2 separate regions of the Capra hircus genome follow, and region 2 is linked to region 1. The links are chromatin contacts, called in public Hi-C maps. All regions are on one chromosome and are shown on one strand. Each heading gives the region's core, a stretch centred on a gene start, on an enhancer-like site or on the middle of the called end of the contact. The rest is flanking DNA. Distances are from core to core; before and after follow the strand shown.

Evidence for each region. A called contact is a pair of places that touch in the nucleus more often than the background predicts.
Region 2: a contact with region 1 is called in a Hi-C map of blood, with 4 times the contacts expected there. The contact joins the enhancer-like site here to the promoter of SLC4A9 in region 1. A contact is called at or near these places in 4 of 5 Hi-C or Micro-C datasets (blood and liver).

The regions. Positions count from the first base shown.
Region 1 is chr7:58,939,045-58,942,472 of ARS1.2, forward strand. SLC4A9 (anion exchange protein 4) reads right to left here and starts at 1,965. Exons shown (of 22, transcript XR_001918297.1): 1 at 1,617-1,965; 2 at 1,106-1,266; 3 at 699-812. All of the region lies in intron 1 of HBEGF (proheparin-binding EGF-like growth factor), which reads left to right.
Region 2 is chr7:59,065,185-59,069,019 of ARS1.2, forward strand. The region is part of intron 2 of CYSTM1 (cysteine-rich and transmembrane domain-containing protein 1); the gene reads right to left. It overlaps LOC106502354 (a long non-coding RNA gene), which reads left to right. Exons shown (of 2, transcript XR_001295912.2): 1 at 1-3,835. Among named protein-coding and RNA genes, the nearest start is that of CYSTM1, 67 kb to the right of the region's middle. Within about 2 kb of position 2,402, at least 4 of the 5 cell types and tissues checked have an H3K27ac peak or open chromatin away from gene starts, as enhancers often do.

The DNA of each region.
Region 1 (3,428 bases), core at 715-3,214:
GTTCATTGGAAGGACTGATGTTGAAGCTGAAACTCTAATGCTTTGGCCACCTGATACGAAGAGCTGACTCATTTGAAAAGACCCTGATGCTGGGAAAGATTGAAGGAAGGAGGAGAAAGGGACGACAGAGGATGAGATGGTTGGAGGGCATCACCAACTCGATGGAGATGAGTTTGAGTAACCTCCGGGAGTTGGTGATGGACAGGGAGGCCTGGTGTGCTACAGTCCATGGGGTTCCAAAGAGTCGGACACGACTGAGCGACTGAACTGAACTGAATATCTATATATTATATTATAAAAAACCACAGGCCTTGGGGGTGGATCCACCAGGTGGATTCCCTGACCAGCTTTGCATTGTTGTGGAAACTGGAGCACACCTTCCCCCCGCTACTCCTCAGTTTTCCCATCACTAAAATGAGGATAATTATGGTATTACTTCCCAGTGTTGTTGTGAAGATGAGATGATCTGCTATGTGTGAAGCTCACCACGATGCCCGCCAAGAACATCTCCTCATGGGGCTCTGGCCCTTGCGCTTCTTCCATTCCTCTCCCCTCACTGCCCCTGCTGCTTCTCACCCTTGAGTCCTGAGTTGAGGTCTGAGCCATGCTAGGCCACTGCTGGTACAGGAAGGTGAGGGGAGACCTGGGGTCCTCCCACCCCAGGGATTTTGGTCTTGGGCCCAGGGAGGGCCTCTTACCCCAGCAGGGGCTGGTGCATGGGGTCTGGATGAGGTGCTGCGGTCTCTGCAACAGCAAGGCCTTCAGCTTCCCTCTCAGCTCTGGGCTCAGCGACTCCACTCTGGTCACTTGCTCTGGAGAACAGAGGTGGGGCTCCCACCCTTACCTGAGAGCTCCCTTCCCTTGAATTCTTTCCCTTTCCCCTCTGCCCAGGCTCCTTTCCCTTCCAAGATTCTTGGGGAAAACAAGTCCAACCAACGGACTTGCTCTTCCCCTCTGCATTTCCATCTCTCCCTTGTGATACAGGGGTGGATAATTCTCAAGAGTTGGGGGGGGAGCCCTCTGGAAAATTCTAAGACTTCATGGGGAAAGTCTTAGAGAAATCATGAGGATGCCCAGGCCCTCCCAGCAAAGGGTCCCAGGGCACCTGCGAGCTCCTGGAGGCTCAGAGCTGGACAGTCCAGCAGGACAAGGCCCTTGGCCAACAAGCTGCGGAGCTTCTGGAGGCTGGGCAGTGCCACAGTGGGCACGTGGGGGGCGCTCCACCGGTCTGCACCCACTTCCAACTTCTCCTCAAACAGCACCCACCTGGTGAGAGGGGCAGTCAGTGTTACTGGGGGCATCTCTCCCAGGTCCAAGAGTGAAGATGCAGGAGAGTCAGGGAAGGTGAGACAAGGGTGAAGTTGTGGGCCCAGTGGTTCAGAGCCCCTCCCCGGGGAAGTCACCCCCTCATCTTGGATCTTGGGGAACTCAAAACCAGACTGCAGAAAAGGCTGAGCACCATAGAGAGTGAGGGTCTGAAATGGGGAACACAGAAAGAAACTCGTGACTGGGGGTGATAATACCAACCTCATACACAGGAAGAGCTGGGGGTCATGGAGGAGGTCCCAATGGGGGAAGGGGAAGGACCCCGTAAAACTGTCCTGGATCCCACTCACCTGCCTGTCTCTTTCCACTCGGGCGCGTGGGGCCAGCCCAGTAGCTCATTCAGCTGAATGAAGAGCGGAGGGTCCTTGGGTACCTCCAGTTCCCTGCTGTCTGTGTCTAAGGGGCCATCAGGACTGAGGCCGGAGCCAGGGCCACTGTCCAGCTCTCCTGTGGGCACATTTTCACTAGCACTGGAGAGGTCAGACTCCTCTTGGCCTGGCAGCTTCATCTCAGTGAAGCTTCTACAAACTCTCAGGGACTGGTGTGGTCCTAGGTTCTGAGGCCAGGAGCCCTCTGGCTGGCTGCATTTATAATGCACCCCCCACCCCCCACTCCGACCTCTCCCCACCCCTGCCACACAACACAAACAGAGCCAGACCTGCTGACTCCAGAGCCAGCTGGTCACCTCCCCTGTGGTTGTTTTCCCCACTAGGCTAGCCTGAGTGTGAGGCCAACCTGACCTTTTCCAGGATCTCCAGAAATGCCCAACCTGGGGCAAAAGTGTTATGCGTGTTTCCTGTGGGATCAGGTCTGACCCCACTGTATTTTGTAAATTAATGGGAGTATATCACTGGCTTGGGTCTGAGGACTGACCCCCAGATTATACCACCCCATACTCTGTATCAAATACAAACACCAAATACAGTGGACTGTTTTGGGTGTCACCAACATACCCTGAAGGTACCCATTTGGAGAAACAGAGGCCCTACTAAATAACTGGGTCTGTAGAAGTTAGGCAGTCTAACAAAGAAGGAAGACAGCAAGCAGAGGCCCTGTCATTAAATGGGCTAACGATGGAAAGTGGAGGCAGTTCATGGAGAACATAGGCCCGCGTCTTGACTTCATTTGTCTAGCAACACCTGGAAACTTCCTAATTTAGCTGTGTGCCTGGGATTGGCCTCTCTAACTCAGCCCCCCAGTGAAGATGGAGGAGCCACCTAAGGTGTATGTGTGGAGGAGTTCCTGGAGCTAGATGAGCAAGGGAGAACATGGTCTGTTAGCAAGTCCTATTGACTCAACCTTCAAAATAGACCCAGAATTCAACCACACCTCCCCACTTCCAACATGGCCTCCTTGTTCCAAGCTATAATCACGTCTCACCTGAATTATTTCAGCAGCTTTCTAATTTCTTGTGGAGATCTCTCTGCTTCCACTCTTTCGTTCTCCACAAAGCAGCCAAGAGGACCTTATTATATTACTAGTAAGTGTAAGTGAAAGTCGCTCAGTCGTGTCCAACTCATTGCGACCCCATGGACTATACAGCCCATGGAATTCTCCAGGCCAGAATACTGGAGTGGGTAGCCTTTCCCTTCTCCCCAACCCAGGGATCGAACCCAGGTCTCCTGCATTGCAGGCAGGTTCTTTTCCAGCTGAGCCACAAGAGAAGCCCTATTATATTTATTTTAATAATCTGATTATTTATTTTTGGCGGTTCTGAGTCTTCGTTGCTTCGAGGGCTTTTTTCTAGTTGCATGAAGTGGGGCTGCTCTTCATTGCCAGGTGTGGATTTCTTACTGCAGTGGTTTCTCTGGTTGCAGAGCTCGGGCTCTAGAGCTTGAGCTCAATAGTTGGGAGCACGGGCTTAGTTGTTCCATGGCATGAGAGATCTTCCCAGAGTAGGGATCGAAACTGGGTCTCCTACATTGGCAGGCAGATTCTTTACCACTGAGCTACCAGGGAAGCCCTATTATTTTTATTTTTAATGTTTAAACTACATTTCCATTTCATTCAAACATAATGGTCCTTTTATTCTGCTGAAAATCCACACAATACATTCTCATTACTCTTAGCAGAATAATCAGACTCTGTCATGGCCTAAAGAT
Region 2 (3,835 bases), core at 1,152-3,651, 130 kb after region 1:
ACCCCCAGCCGCCCTTTACTCATCAACTGACTTGTGGCTGACATCAGCCTCACTTCCTGTTAGAATATCTGATGGTTGACTGTGGCCTCAGAGGATCTGCAGACACTTTTAAGAAAATCCCAAAACAGCTACCATCATCAAACTCAGGTTATAAAGCAGTAAGGATCTTATTTTTTTTTTGCAAGTTCATGAATACATGAATCTTCTAAGTTAAACCAATCCTTGGGCAGTCGTCTTTCAGTTCTGTTTTTGCGTATCTGTTTTTATACCTCCTCGCTTGGCAGCTCCTCTCTCTCGAGCCTGGTATAGTAGCTAAAACACGCTGGGTACTGTGAGCTTGTTCAAGTTCTGTTGTATCAGCTGCCCTCCACAGAGATAGCCCTTTCTCCTCTCACGGCACAGGTCTAATCTCATTTGGCCCCACTCAGCGACATAGGAAAAACTGTTCAGGGTCTGGGAGTCAAGACCCACCACCAGGGGAGCCTAGTCAAAAAGAAGACCACCTGATAAGGCCATGACCTGGTTTAGTCTTAACAGTAACTGTGTGCTGGATGTTCCCATCTCACAGGTAAGGAACTTGAGGCTCACGAAGGTCAGGTCTCTTGTGCAAGCACAGAAACAGCCAGAGCAGGAATGTGAGCCCAGGCCCCAGCTAAGGTAGCAAAGGGACCAGGAGGAGCCCGGGAGTGAATGGGCTCCAGGACAGTCCTCTCTTACCAGGCAGCGCCCACCCAACTCTGGGGTCACCAGAGCAGGAAAGCCCCAGGCAGCGCAACCTGCCATTTCTGCCCCGATGACCAACCCAGGTTCCCAGCCTCCCCTGATCCTGCATGGGTAGCGCTGGACAGGGAAACCCAAAACGCAGCTGGCTGTTGCTTCCCTTGCCTAATCTCTGGTTGCATTCTCCTTGTCAGTGGACTGGCTCTGCTGCCCTGAGGACAGAAAGGCTCCCTCCCCTGCAAAGGCAGCCTGCTGGACCCAGGCCAGAGACCTAGCCCATGGCTGGGCTCCTGTGTGCTGGGCCCTGCAGTCTCTCTCAAGCTGCCTTTATGGAGGTGCTCACTACTCAGCCCGTGCTAAGGGCCTTCACAGCCCCACCGGACACCTGTCTGCTCCCAGCTTCCCCACTCCCAACCCTTCCTCCTGTCAGAACCACTGACCCACAGGTAGCTTCATCAGGAAGACAAAGATGTCTCCGTCTTGCCTCCTCTGTCACCTTCCTCCTCTAGTCCACATCCGTCCTAGACAGGGCTTATTTCACATGACGTCCTCCACAGCCTGGTGCAGTAGAGACTCTGAGCTGATTACCCCCAGACAGTGGTTACAGAGGTTAGAAATAGTCAGTCTGGCTAAAAAAAACCCCCAAAAAACAGAACTTCAAGCCCGAGGGCTGTGTCAGCCTTGATGGGGGTAGTTAGTGCTGTACCTACCTTAGAAACCCGGTCAGTTATTTCCTGGAGCACTGAGTCTTCCAAAGCCCTTATTATGACTTTTTCCTTCACATTAGCTGAGGACAGAACCTATCCCCACAGACTGTAGAGAAGATGGGGGTGGTGGTGGTGGAGTCTGTGTGGTAAAGTAAGTCTGGAGGTATGAGTGAAGTGATTTCCTTGCTTTTCTTCCCATCGCCAAAGCAGGGATGATGGGCACAGGAGAATGCTCTGAGGAACGCCTCACAGCACTCACTGTGGGGCCCAGGAACTCCGTATTTTATAACTGCATCTTCCTAGGTGCCCTTCCTACCTGCGCAGTCTGAGGTACTGCACCTCCAGAGGGGCCTGCTGCACTGAGCTGCCGGTCTGGTCTGCCCACCCCACCTCGAGGTTTCTGCTCCTCACATCCTCTACTGTGCCACCTGTCCCCATCCCTGCCCTGCAGTGGTGAACCCCGCTTCCCCTTGAGAGCTCCCATATTGCCCTAGCTCAGCAGTCAGGATGCAGCCGTGCTGCCCGAGTCCTGGGCCGGGACAGCCTCCCTGGGTACCTTAAGTCAGGGCACTGTATATACACCACAGCTTCGCTGGCCGTACTGGTTCCCCAGCAGGAGCTGGGGCGTAGAGGATTCTAACACAGGTGTTTCCACACCCAGGCCACATGAGCCTTACTGGCAACTGGCCTGTACTGGCAAGCTGAGCATGGGGGCATGGTTATGTAAGATGTTAAACATTAAGGGAGGCTGGATCAAGAGTATACAGCAACTGTACTATTTCTGACTCATCTGTAAATCTACAATTATTCCAGAATTTAAAAAAAAATTTTTCTTTTAAAGGAAGGAACAATGGAGCAGGATCAAAAGTGCAGTGGGAGCAGTCAGTGCCCAGTGAGGGGCACTGGGTCCGGCATGGTGCAGAGACTGCTCACACAGCGCTCCTACTTAGGGGTCCAGTGCCCCCTTGTGGCCAGCCTGGGCGCCAGCTCCTGCTGATGCAGGCAGGCCTTCACAGATGGGCCCACACGCAGAGCACCCAAAAGGCTTACCATCCCATTTGCTGCGTAGTGTGTCAGGAGTCAAGGCCACCTTATTCAGCCTGTGCCCTGGTCCCAGGAAGGGACTGAACAGACTCTCAATTTCCAGAAAACTGTGGGTGAGTTGGAGAGCAGGTCTAGGGGTTCCTTCACCAGCTTGTCTGCCTTGCCCTGACACAGCCCTTTGGTACCAACCTTCAGTGTCCTCAGCCCCATTCCAGGGGTGTGGCCTGCAGAGGGGCAGGTACTCAGAGTTGCCACATGAATGCAGGTGCAAAGACAGCGTGAGTAGTGGTGGTATCGGGCTTGGGGGTGTAGAGGGAAGGGTGAGTGAGCATGTGTGTGACTTGGAGGCCCAGCCTAGGTCAGAAAGGCCCAGGGGAGCTGAGCAGACTCTGGCAGAGGATCCTCATCCACTGTCTTGCCTCAGCTGGAAGCAGAGAAGACAGATGCAAGATGCTTGGAGGCATGCAGCCCCCTGGGCCCAGGTGCCTGCTCACCAAGTCCTGGGGTCTTCTCCAGGGCCACCAGCCACACCAACCAGCGGTCCCAAATTCTAGGACTACCATAGTGTACACCCAGGGGGCAGGTATTCACATGGGCTACTCAGAACCCCGGTTCCGGGCACGCACTGGGCAAGTAGGGCTCCAGGCCACACAGGGACCCGGGCAGGAATGTGAGTGGAGACTCAGCCAAAGGCTCCAGTTCTCAGTCAGCCCCATCCTGGAATCTGAAACCTTGACTTGCTCAGCTCAGACATTTTAAATGATTAATCAAGGGCTTTGAAGTGGTAATTGAGCCTTAGCAGGCCATTAGTTCTTGTGCCTGCATCTGTCTGCAGTCCCAGCCCAGGAAGTTAGTAAGGAGAAGCAGATACAAAAGACCGGGGCCTCACAGACAGTTCTGACATCTCGGGCCTTCTTGCTCCAGAAACGAAGGAAGCTGTACCTTGGCCTCTTGTGCAGGCTCAGACCAGTGGTGGGCACCCCATGCTGCTCCTTTACTGCCGAGACCACCACAGCCCAGTGCCGCCCCAGGAGTGCCCCCGGCAGAGGTGACAGCTCTGCCAGAGGCAGGAGGCCTGTGGTCAGTGCTCAGCTGTCTTCACCCCATCTTCTAAACCAGCATCCAAAACAACATAAGAAGGCCAGCCTTCCGCGAGGTATCAGAGGATGCCAAACAGCCCTCCTACTGCTCAGACCAAGAGGGAGGAAGAGGGAAAAATCGTAATGCATCTGAGGAATAAGTACAATCTCAAGACGGCCCCAGGACAGCTCCTGCGCCTTCCAAGCAGCCAGAGAGAACACACTGCTGGCTGAGGATGCACTTGCGCTTTCCTTGGATGTGCACGTACGGCGGGACCATTTTTG